2 separate regions of the Mus musculus genome follow, and region 1 is linked to region 2. The links are chromatin contacts, called in public HiChIP or PLAC-seq maps. All regions are on one chromosome and are shown on one strand. Each heading gives the region's core, a stretch centred on a gene start, on an enhancer-like site or on the middle of the called end of the contact. The rest is flanking DNA. Distances are from core to core; before and after follow the strand shown. Region 1 holds the start of Tmem40 (transmembrane protein 40). Region 2 has its middle 7.7 kb from the start of Gm24008.

The links. HiChIP or PLAC-seq counts read pairs in DNA pulled down with a chosen protein or histone mark.
Region 1: an H3K27ac HiChIP or PLAC-seq map of embryonic stem cells shows a contact between it and region 2, with 35 read pairs. The contact joins the promoter of Tmem40 here to the enhancer-like site in region 2. A contact is called at or near these places in 3 of 39 promoter capture datasets (cranial neural crest, embryonic stem cells and neural stem cells), 18 of 484 Hi-C or Micro-C datasets (B cells, the C10 cell line, CD4 T cells and 12 more), 17 of 115 datasets of contacts at active chromatin or transcription factors (the HPC-7 cell line, T-cell acute lymphoblastic leukemia, bone marrow-derived macrophages and 9 more) and 3 of 9 other capture datasets (adipose tissue, liver and pancreatic islet).

The regions. Positions count from the first base shown.
Region 1 is chr6:115,755,442-115,761,311 of GRCm38.p6, forward strand. Tmem40 (transmembrane protein 40) reads right to left here and starts at 3,558. Exons shown (of 12, transcript NM_144805.2): 1 at 3,497-3,558.
Region 2 is chr6:115,712,923-115,719,374 of GRCm38.p6, forward strand. No RefSeq gene overlaps it. Among named protein-coding and RNA genes, the nearest start is that of Gm24008, 7.7 kb to the right of the region's middle. Within about 2 kb of position 4,954, at least 261 of the 459 cell types and tissues checked have an H3K27ac peak or open chromatin away from gene starts, as enhancers often do. A contact at or near this core is called in B cells, DN3 thymocytes, T-cell acute lymphoblastic leukemia and 14 more, where this site is marked.

The DNA.
Region 1 (5,870 bases), core at 2,308-4,807, 41 kb after region 2:
AAGTACTGGGATTTAAGGTGCGTGTCCCCACACAGGTCCTTTTTCTACTATACTTCTTACCGATAAACAGCTTACAGCACATAGCACAGTCCTGGTGTGCCCCCTTGGCCCGTGTCAAGCAGGGCACAAGTGTCTGTGTACAGTGCCTCCAAGGACACTGGGGAGCCCCACAGTACAGGCTGAGGGGCAAGCAGTGCACAGGAGTCCCACTGGGTAGACGTGAGGCTCGGAGGACACAGTTGTCACTGAGTCAGCCCCAAGAGTGAACACGTGGCTCCAGAGTCCCCAGAAAGAAACCGCAGATAGAGATAGTGCTAATCATGGAAGTACATGAACAGGAAAAGTGCAGCCTGCCCAGCGCTGTTCTCCCACGTCCTCTGCCAGCCTCATTCCCATTGAGGACACTCAGCTCTCACCTGTGCCAAACTGGTTATTGGATCAATAATGAGAAGAGTGCAAAAAAAAAAAAAGTGGCTCCCCCCACCCCCAGTGGCCAACTTCACTCCCTGTGTCACTCCCTGTGGATACCAGGCCTCAGGACACCAGTGCACAGCACCTAATGTATAGACCCTGATGGTTACCAGCTTACAGTGGGATCAGTTCCTGATAGCACGCTATAGGTTGAAGGTAAATTGAAAACGCATTTGTGCCTAGCCAGCGGCTCACCGGCACAGCACACTGAGTGCTGAGTTTTCATCGAGTGGCTGATCTGGAGGTGGCTGTTCTGTCTTCAGGCCTGGACTAGCGTTTGCTCTGGATGCCTGAAGAGCAAAGGCTGGTTTGTGTTATTGCTGGTGTGTGTGTGTGTGTGTGTGTGTGTGTGTGTGTGTGTGTGTGTGTGTGTGTTATAGTAAAATGACATCTAGCCCAGTTTAAAAGAGGGCCAAGGATATGAATACAAGTTTCTCGTACACATGGCCAATCGATCTCCACACCATCATTCATTTGTGAAACACAAATCAAAACCACAATGAGATTCCACTTCACCCCCACTAGCACGGTTAAAATGAGACAGAAGGGAACAAGTGTTGACAGGAATGAGAAGACACCAGAGGTGTCCTTAGAGCCATGGCAGCAAGGTAAGATTGTGTAGCCTGTCCTGGAGAACAGGTTTGCAGTTCCTCAAAATGCTAATCATAGTTACCAGCTGATCCTGGACTTCACTGCTAGGTATATACTCAAAAGAATTGAGCCGGGCGGTGGTGGTGGCACACACCTTTAATCCCAGCACTTGGGAGGCAGAGGCAGGTGGATTTCTGAGTTCGAGGCCAGCCTGGTCTACAGAGTGAGTTCCAGGACAGCCAGGGCTATACAGAGAAACCCTGTCTTGAAAAGCCAGGAAAAAAAAAAAAGAATTGAATTCTGGGCTGCTCAATGGGTAAAGGTGCTTGCCACCAAGCCTGACAACCAGAGTTCAATCCCCAGGACTTAACAACAGGAGAGAACCAACTCCAACAAGTTGTACTCTCACCTCTACACATGCACCATAGTATGTGCACATGCACACAAACATACCCACCTCCCACACTAAGTAAGTATAACTTAGAAAGAAAGTTTAAAAAGAAGTGAAAACCCATAGGTACACAGGGACCAGTGCCTGAACAACTGTGGCAGCATCATTGAAAATAGCCCGACGGTGGAAACAACAGAAGTCTCTGTCAACTGGCCAATGGATGCACAGCCATGCAGGGGAAGGCAGGGCGATCTAATGTCATGTGGATGAGCATCCAAGTCAGAAGGGACTAAATACTGCACACACACAGATTGCCCAGCCAGGGATGGTGAGGGAGATCAGAGGGTAAACGTGACACCAAACCTGACCTCCTGAGTTCAGTTTCCCATCATTCACATAGCAGAAGGCGAGAACTAGCTCTCAAAAGTTGGTGGCACACACCTTTAATCCCAGCACTCGGGAGGCAGAGGCAGGCGGATTTCTGAGTTCGAGGCCAGCCTGGTCTACAGAGTGAGTTCCAAGACAGCCAGGACTACCCAGAGAAACCCTGTCTTGAGAAAGAAAAAAAAAAAGTTGTCCTCTCATCTCCACATTTGTGTCATAGCATGCACAATGTACACATGTATTCCACACACACACATATTAAACAAACAGACACATTTTTTTCTTTTACAGGCTCCGAAATGCCTAGCTATATCCATGGGGTCAAAGCAACTAGTTCCTGAGGGGGAAGTGCCCGTTGTACAGGACCAGCCCTATCCTGGGATGAGAAGTGTTTTGAATTTGATAGCCAAGGTTGTATAATTCAGTGAGTCTATGGGAAACCTCTGAATTGTCCTTGTAAAGAGGGAACGATTACAGCAGACAAAGCCCATCTGTCAATAAAGGAGGCAGGTGAGACAGGCTTTCATGTAGCCCAGGCTGGCCTTGAACTTATTGTATAGTTGAGGGTGACTTTGAACTCCTGATTCTCCTGACCCCATCTCCCAAGTGCTGGGGTTACAGGTATATGTTGTCATGTCTGGTTCAACAAAGCTGTTTCAGAGAGAGAGGGACAGAGAGAGACAGAAAGACAGAGGAAGAGTCTCACACACACACACACACACACACAGGTGGGGGAGAACAGACGTGGCTGAGAAAGCAGCTTCAGGAGAATGTTAGAGCCAGATGGGCTAGTGTGGCAGAGGCCACATCACCCAGAGTTCTGGTCCCACTCTCTACAGATCTGTTTCCTTGACCAAAACAGGGTGTCCCCCCCCCACAACTCCACCACTACCACCACCACCACCACCACCACACACATTATTTTCACCATGCCTCCCCTAACACATGCTCCTACCTCTAGGTAGGGCCCTGGATTATCTAGGGCAGTTTTAAACAGAACTAAAGAGGACAATAGCACCATTCTGTCCCCTTTAAAAGACCTGTTGGGGGCTTGAGGACCAGGATACTCTGAGCAGAAACCACCGGATGAGGATGGCTGTCATAGGGAGAAGTAACCCCCAAGAGGGCTGAGTGTGGTTCCCTGGGGTCTGCCAGCACCCTCTCCCCTGGGGCCATCCCTCGTGATGAGAGGCTATGAGGGAGGAAGGTGGCTTTACCTGATCTGAGCCAGAGGCCGAGGCTGAGACCCTTTGCATTCCCTAAGCTTCTGGCTTCCACCACAACAGGCTGAGAAAAGCCTCTAGATACTTAGTCAAATCCTTCATTTCCAAATGGGGAAACTGAGGTCCAGTGAGGCCAGGCATTTCTAAAAGTCCACAGCAAGCCAGTGATAAGAGTCAGCGCTGGTCATGGACTGTCTAAGCTATGGAAGTGTCAAAACAAATATGAGGGGCAAATGGTCCATCCTGCCCCGATGTCATCCACAACGGACACTGAGGGGCCTCAGCAAGCCAGGGAGGTGCAGAGCTGGGCTTCCATCCCAGGCCACCAAGGAAGCACAGGGAGCCTAAAGATCAACCATGTCTCCCAATCCTCTTGAAACCACCCCGATCCACCCCCACCCCTGCTTGACCAGTCCCATGTCCCATGTCCCATTACCTGGAGTCCCTGGGCTCATGTGAGCTGCAAGGTGAGCTGTGTGTTGACTGTGAATGTGGCCGGGCTGGGGAAGGAGAGGCCATGGCACCGTGACAGCAGAGGGCGGGGCAACCATGACGTTGCCCCTGGGCCCCCGCTGGCTCACCCTGGTGCTGTGGCATTGGCATTCCTTCCTGTGGTGCTATCAGCCCCCAGGCCTTCCTGTCTGACTTGCCTCTTCCCCCAGCATCCTAAGAGGGGCTGATGGTGGCAAACACACCCCCACAGACCCCAGGATCACACTAAAACCTGAAGCCCCGAGTGGCAACCATGGTGGACCTCCCCAGGTCGTGACAAACTCCAGGAAGGGAGGAGTTGAGGGTTTGTCTTGGGTTCCTCCTCCTTGCCCAGGCGGCTGATTCAGGTTCCAGCCATGTGTCCCGACCTGCCCTGCAAGTTAGAAGATGCTGTCATGTTCCCTGCTTCTGGATACCAAGGCTGGAGTGGTGTATGGAGAGGACGAGGGAGTTCAGGGACCATGGAGAGGGGCTGAAAGCCATACAGTGCTTCCCCTTGGGGAGGGAACTGGGTGGAAGCAAGGAGGCAGGTCAGGAGAGCAGCCGCCTGGCTAGGATGGGTAGGAACTCAGTCCTCAAGAGGCAGGAAACCAAGGGTTACCTCACCCAGCTGCCACCTCTGCGTTGTGCTCACTCATCAGTCACCCTGAGCAACAGGACAGGAAATGTTTGCTGCCACTGTCCAGGGGAGTACCGACCAGCAGGGATAAAAGGCAGGGCCATGAGCTTCCTGGAAAAGAAGGCCCCGCTCATCCTAGTCTCAGGCCCGACCCATGACTATTTGCTCAAGCTCAGCATGTGCTCAACCTGTGAAGCAAGTCCTACAGGCCTGCCTCTGTTGTCCCCCAAGCCCCACCCCTGCCCCCAATCCACTTCCACAGTCACCATGTGGTTCTTACACCACCACTTCTCTTCCCCGGCTTCTGCCCTGCCCCTCCCCCATTGCTGTCCAACTGGGCAGCCAATTTAGCTCCGTACCCACTATGAATAACTGTCAGTTCTCAGGGCACAGCCCATTCTCGAAGTCCATCTGCCCCATGCCTCTTGTTCCGACCTTAACTCTATGACAGCCTCTCTCCCTCAGCCAGTGCTATCCCAGATAGGCACCTACCTCAGGACCTTTGCACTGGCTGTTCTATTCAGAACTCTTTCCCTTAGAAAGCCTTCTTTCTTCACTCTTTAGGTCTCTATTCAAATGTTACCTTCCCAAAGGGCCTGCTGTGATCAGCCTGCTAGGACGCTAGCTCCTCCTCAGCCTACCTCAGCCTACCTCAGCCTGCCTCAGCCTGCCTCAGCCTGCCTCAGCCTGCCTCAGCCTGCCTCAGCCTGTTTCAGCCTGCCTCTGCCTGCCTCAGCCTGCCTCTGCCTGCCTCAGCCTGCCTCTGCCTGCCTCAGCCTGCCTCAGTCTGCCCTGCTGTTCCACACTCCACACGTTATTTTCTGGTGCAAATTTCCTCATTAAGCACGTGCTCTAGGATCTGGGACAGGGACCAATGTGTAGAAGGCATTCAGTCAATTTTGCTGCATGAGAAAGCGATCAGAAAGGTTAGCCTGATGTGTGCGTGTCTGGTGGTGGGGAGGGTGGAGGGCACACTCCAGACATCACTCCATATGGTATGAGAACAAACAAACAAACAAACAAACAACCTTATTTATTCTCATAATGTACTCACTTCAGATGAGCAAGAGACAAAATCACCTGGAAACCCCTTAGAAACTGCTAAACCCCCGGGGCCCTTCCTAGCCACATGCAATCACAAGTTGTCCCCAGGCTATCCTAGCACATCTGCGCTGACACATGCTCATGTCAGAGCCCCACCAGTCTGAATGTTTTCTGCCATCTTGAAGGCTTAAATGACTGGCACACAGGAAGTGCCTTCTCAAAGGAATCGTCTAACTTTGGTTTCCCTTCTTCTGATTCTGTCATGAGGCACTTCCCCCCACCCCCACCCCGTGCCTCAGTTTCCCTCTCTGCCTCTCCTGAAGCACCTGCTTGGATATTTACCTGGAGCCTGACAGCAGTACCTCCGAGTGGGCAGATGTCATAGTCAGGGTGGACCTGTCTGAGGTGTCAAGGAGCCCCCCCCCCACCTTAGCTCCACCCAGGTGATGTCAGTGCCCAGTGTGTGGGTGACTCACAGCCTCCCACCAGGATGGAGCACAGCTGACAGCCCCCGGGGAGTCAGCACAGCAGCTGGGCTTGACTGACAGCTTTCCTGCATTCCAGAACTACTACCCAGACCCCTGACTCAGCAGGCACGTGCACCCTACAGACAACAGTCAGACAGCCGAGACTCAGTTTCCCCATTTGTTAAAAT
Region 2 (6,452 bases), core at 3,704-6,203:
AGTGCTGGGCTCACAATATGTGCACCACACCCAGCTCATGCCTGTCTCCTGACTCAACAGATCTACCTGTAGAATTGAAAACAATAGCAACCATTTAGGTAATTAAGGGAATAAATGAACAATTATGATAATCTTATTCAGGTGATCGGTAATTAAGGACACACCAACAATTTAGAAGTAAGGGTGCCACTGGAAAGACAAGTGCCTATCTTTTGAGGGTGAGGAGCCTATGTGTGTAGTACACAGAAAGTCACACGTGTTGGGGGTGGTGGTAAAGATGCCTTATGTAGCCCAGGCTAGCCTCCAATCATATGTGGCTGAGGATGTCCCTAAACTCCTGATCCTCTGGTGTCCATCTCCTGAGTGCAGGTGAATATCACCATCACCACAGTTTTTATTCAGAGCTTCCTGACCGCAAGCTACAAACTGGGCTACAACCTCAGCCCACACAGAGACTCTGTAGATGTTGCACTAAGGAACTGTCCTCAAGTGGGTCTGGGAATAGCGGTATCAATGCTACTTGGGAATGTGTTAAGAATATAAATTGTACAAATTTTAAAAATATTTTTGTGTTTAGTTATGTGCATGTACACGCTCATGAACGCATTGCTCTGTGTGGAGGAAACTAGTGTCAAGTTTTGTCCTTGGAGATGGAGGTCCCTGACTGAGCCTGGAGTGCATTGATTCCTGTAGACTAGGTAGCCAGTGAGCTATCCTCCTGTTTCTGCAGCCTCAGGGCTGGGGTCACAGATAGCAACACCACAGCCATACCTGAAGGCTCAAGACAGGCCTTGGCATTTGCCTAGCAAGCACATTACTGACTGGGCCATCTCCTTACTGCCCTTAATTTGTCTTTGCTTCTTTTGAGAGAGGGCCTCACTATTTAGCCCAGACTGGATGGCATGCACAGTGTAGCTCAGGCCATCTCAGCCCTCTGATGTGGTTGGATACTAGATATAAGCCACCACTCCCAGTTTAAGACTTACTTTTAGGGCAGGAAAGTTGTTCTCTGACCACTGAGCTGTGTGTGGCAAGTGTATACACACACACACACACACACACACACACACACACACAAATCAGAAATGCACTCATAAATAAGCAGATAAATAAATGGTTTATATATGTTTTATTTTAATAAGGTGATTGTGATTGGGTCCAAAGTCAAAGACCACAAGCCCGAGGGTGCTTCTAGAGCGCTTCCCTATCAAAGAAAATATGGATAATTTTAATGTTTTTTGTTTTGTTTTTTGTGCCTGTAATCCCAGCACTCAGTGGTTGAGGCAGATAGGTTGTCAAAAGGTACACATGACAATATTGGTGCCAGTTTTATTTATGATGTCCTCTGACCTGAAGCAGAGGTGGGGGTGAGGGTGTGGGGGGTAGGGGAGAGTTGGCAGTAAAGGAAGCAGCTCCGGGCTAGTCTGGGCAATACAGCAAGGTTGTCTCGAAACTAAGCTGTTGGGTGCGGTGCTTAGTGGTAAAAGGTGTTTACTGCTGAAGACCTGAGTGAGATCCCAGGACCTACTCTGTGGAAGAAGAGAACTGACTCCTTCAAACATATCCTTCAACATATGGACCCCAAGTGAAAATACATGTAAAAAGCCACTTTGCCAGGCCCACTCTCCTGACTCTACCCCTTCGGTACACTGCACCAGTTTGCCCCAGCACAACCAGCTAGAAGCTGGTTCTTTAAAAGATTTTTTAAAAAAATTATAGTATAGAATAGAGTTTATTCAGGGCATGGGGAGGAGGGTTGAGAGATGAGAGGAGAGAGAGAGAGAGAGAGAGAGAGAGAGAGAGAGAGAGAGAGGCCAGTTATGAGCATGGGGGGGGCAAGGAGACAGAGCAAGAGCAGATTTTTAATTTTTTTTAAAGATTTTTTATGTATATGAATTTTTTACCTGTGCCGCGTAAATTCTTGGTGCTCACAGAGGTCAGAAGCGAATGTCAGATCCCCTGGAGCTAGAGAGGTGGGGAGGGTCATGAGCTGCCTGCCACATGGTGCTGGGAATTAAACCCAGAGCTTCATGAATGCTAGGCAAGCGCTTTGTCCACAAACCACATCCCCAGGCCCCAGGATAACGTAAAAAGACGGATTTTTATGTATGTATCTCTGCGCGTGCCACATGTATGCAGGTGCCCACAGAGGCCCTGTTGGAACTCCCTGAGCTGGAGTTAGAGGAACTCATGAGCGGGCCCAACGTGGCTTCTGGGAACTGAATTCTGGTTCCACAAGATCAGTATGGACTCTCTCTCTCTCTCTCTTTTTTTAATTCTCTTATTTACTCACTTTACATATTGATCTTGAGCCCCACCCCTCCTCCCAGTCCCACCCTTCCAAATCCCTTCCCCCACTAGCCCATCTCCTTCTCAGAAAAGGGGAAACCCCCATTGGGTACCACCCCACCCTGGGATATCCTGTCCCAGTAGGCCCTAAGCACATGGTGTGCCACTGAGACCCAACCAGGCAGTCCATTAGCAGGAAGGACATCCAGTGGTAGGCAACAGCCAGAGACAGCCTCCTCTCTGATTGTTAGGGGACCCGCATGAAGACCTCGGTGCATTTCTGCTACAAATGTGTATGGGTCCTGGTTCAGCACTTGCATGCTGTTTGGTTGATAGTTTAGTCTGTGAGCCCCCATGGGTCCAAGGTAGTTGACTCTGGAGTCCCACATCTCTGTCTCTCTGTCTCTGTCTCTCAGTCTCTCTCTCTCTCTCTGACTCCCTCTCTGCTTCAGGTCAGGGGACATCATAAAGAAAACTGGCATCAATATTGTCATGTGTACCTTTTGCCACATTTCCAATTATGTCTGAAGCACAGTTGCTGGATCACAGAAGGACGTCTGGAGATAGGATCGCCTGCAAGTCCAACGGACTTCAAACTTGATTTGATGCTAAGGGTAGCCTTGAACTTCTGCGTCTTGTCTACACCTACCAAGTGCTGGGATTACAGGTACACATCACCACACTGTCTAGGAGAGCCATTCTATGGCTCCTGCTAGTGGCAGCCAGACTGCTTTCTCAGAGTGAGGCCCCAACACAATTGTAAGTTCCTCCCTAACAGCAAGCTCTTATTTAAAGTGGTTTTCTTCACTTGCTAGAGAAATTACTCCCTCCCCAAAGTTTTAACATTAATTTATCTGGTTATTAGAGACAATAAACAGCTTCATACCTTTAAAAAAATAAGCTTTTAAAATAAGAATAAAAATGATGATAGGTTGGGCATACCTTTAATCCCAGCACTCAGGAGACAGAGCAGGCAGGTCTTTGTGAATTCAAGGCCAGCCTGGTCTATACAGTGTGTCCCAAGCCAGTCAGAGCTACAAAGTAAGACGCTGTCTCAAAATATAAAATAAATTAAAATATGGTTTTAAATATTTCTTTTATACATTGGATTGGGGAAGACATTTGCATGTCATCCTGTTTAGTCTCCATGCATCTCCGGTGTTATTTTTTTCCTCTTTCTCTTACAGACTTATTTTGTTGTTAATTACATGTAGATCAGCATGTAGGGAAATGGAGACATGCATGTAGTGGTGATGTGTTTATTAAAAGATAAAGAGGGGGGATATGTTTTATGGCTGTGTGGTGAGGTGTGGGGGAAGGAGCCATCGCAGGGCCCATGCTGAGGCATCCCTTCCTCCTGAGGGACCAGCTATAGCACCATAGTATAGAAAAGAGTTTATTCAGGATATGGGGAAGGGAGTTAGGGTAGTAGAGGTGGAGAAAGGCAGAGAGAGAGGGGAGGGGAGGGGAGAGGAGGAGAGGAGGGGAGTAGAGACTGGCCATGAGGAGGACTGAGCAGGAGCAGGAAGGCAAGAGCAAGAGAGAGCAAGAGAGAAAGGAGGGGGCAAGCAGCCCCCTTTATAGAGTGTCAGACATACCTGGCAATCCAGGTAACTGTGGGGCAGAGCTTAGACAGAATGCTAACAGTGGGCATCCAAAAGATCCCCTCAGAGGCCAGAAATGTGCTTTGGCTCTCTGTAGCTGGCGTTGCAGGCTGCTCTGAACTGTACGGTGTGTGTGCTGAGTACCCTGTGCAGGAGTTTAACTGTGATCCATTTCTCAATTTCTTTCTCCATTTGTTAGCCAGATTTCTGCTTCTTTGACAGTTCTGTAGAGAACCAAATTAAAAAGAGGAAAGCTTCGTTCTGGCTCATGGCTTCAGACATTTGGGTTTGTGGTGAGGACAAACATGGAAGCTGGAGCCAAAGGAGGCCGGTTGCCGAGTGAGTGCAAGAGAGGCAGGAGAGGGCTGGAGCTGGGCGGCAGAGTCCACGGAATCCAAACTTTCCTTCCAGGGTCAGGGGCCCTTGGGAGATCACGGAGGTAAACAAGAGGTCACCTTCTGGGAAAGCAGAAACTTGCGAGAATCTGGAAGGTCTTTCTCCAGCTTTCCAGAAGGAATAAACAGCTGTTGGAACAGACTCTGAGCAGCCCAGCTGCAGAGAGGAGATATCTTGGATCTGTCAGCTGCCTGCATGGTGTACAGAGCGCTTCAGGGTTGCTGCTTTTGTGAGTCGTCACTCTGTTTGGGGCTTTTTGGTGATGCAGCTGTTTTTGAGCCACACCTGGTACTGTAAATAACCCCTCACCCACACTCCTGTTAGCAGACCAATAAAATCTCACTAGTTTAACCAAGTTGGACCTTGGTGTGGATGTTTCTTGGTTCTGTCATGGGGTTGGTTCCCTTTCTGAGAGAACAGATGTGTGTGTGTGTGTGTGTGTGTGTGTGTGTGTGTGTGTGTGTGTGTGTGTGTTTGTCTCCCCAGGAAGTCTATCACACACAAAGACTGGTTCCCTTTCTGAGAGAACAGATGTGTGTGTGTGTGTGTGTGTGTGTGTGTGTTGTGTCTCCCCAGTAAGTCTATCACACACAAAGACTGGTCCAACCAGTCCCTTTGAGGACGTGCACCCAATGATCTCACAGCTATTCAGGTAAGCCCCGCCTCTTAAAGGTCTCAGCACCTCCTGCTAGTGCCACAGGGCCAGCCAAGATCCGGGCAGCAACGCCCCGCACATTCTACCACGGAGCCCCAGCCCAGCCGCTTCACAGTGGATTCTTCCTGTGTTATTACTATTCCACAGGATTTGCCTAATACTTATTTACCCAATACTTATCTGTTAAAATAACAAACCTAAGAATGGTCATTGCAACCCAAATCTTTCTGTTTTTACAACCTGAAGTCTCAGCATGCTCCAGGCAAACTCCCTCCTTCCCATGCCTTAATTGCCTCTTCATTTGAGGGAAACACCAGGGGGTTTGGAGTCCTACGGAAAAGATCAGGGAAGAAAGGCGATCCAGGGCTCAGCACCCCAGCCCTGCCGATCTGACCTCGTGTTCAGGAGTACTCCACTTTCCCACAAAAGGTCAAGGACGCTCAAGACTCAACAGAAGGCTCCAGGTGCCAGGAGCGAGCCTTGCCCCAAGCAGGTGCAGAGCTGAAATCCATCGACTGAATCTTAGAAACTTCCTGCTCAATGTTTTTCTCTGTTGCTAGGAAACCTGGTTTCCTTAGCTGGTCACCGGTTAGCACCCCCTCTTGTGTCCAGAAGAGCAAAGTTCATGGTTTCAAACTTACTCCCTCCACTTCCCTCCACTTCCCTCCTCTCTCTCTCTCTCTCTCTCTCTCTCTCTCTCTCTCTCTCTCTCTCTCTCTCTCTCTCCCTTTTCTCCCTCTGTTTCTTTCCTTCTCTGACTTTCCCTCTCTGTCACACACACACACATGGGCGCGCGTGTACATGTGGATGCAGGCGGCCTCAGAGACCACACATGTTGGATCTTCCTGGAACTGGAGTTGCAGGTCACTGTGAGCAGCTCAATGTAGGTGTGGGGAACAGAACCCGGGTTCCCTGGAAGAGCAACATGCACACTTAATCACTAACTCATCTCTCTACTTAATTTTTATCATGGAATACGTAGAAAAGTATCCAGAAGTCTGGCATGCCTTTAATCCCAGCACTCAGTTTTCAGAGACAAGAGGATTTGAGTCTGAGGACAACCTGTGCTACCTGTAGATTCTGTATCTTAAAAACTAAAGAAATGAGAGGGGCTTGGTGGCCCTTGGGAGGCAGAGGCAGAGGCAGAGGCAGAGGCAGAGGCAGAGGCAGAGGCAGAGGCAGAGGCAGAGGCAGAGGCAGAGGCAGAGGCAGAGGCAGAGGCAGAGGCAGAGGCAGAGGCAGAGGCAGAGGAGGCAGAGGCAGAGGCAGAGGCAGAGGCAGAGGCAGAGGCAGAGACAGGTGGGTCTCTGTCAGTTCAAGGGCAGCAGCCTAGTCTATAAATCGAGTCCAGGACAGCCAGGGCTTTGTTACAGAGAAACCCTGTCTAGAAAAACTAAACTAAACAAACAAACAAAAAACAAAGACAGAGGACTTTGCCACTCCCTTATTCAATCAGACATTGACTGCCCAGGAAATCATACATCTCCCGGATCTGCAGGGCTGTGCCT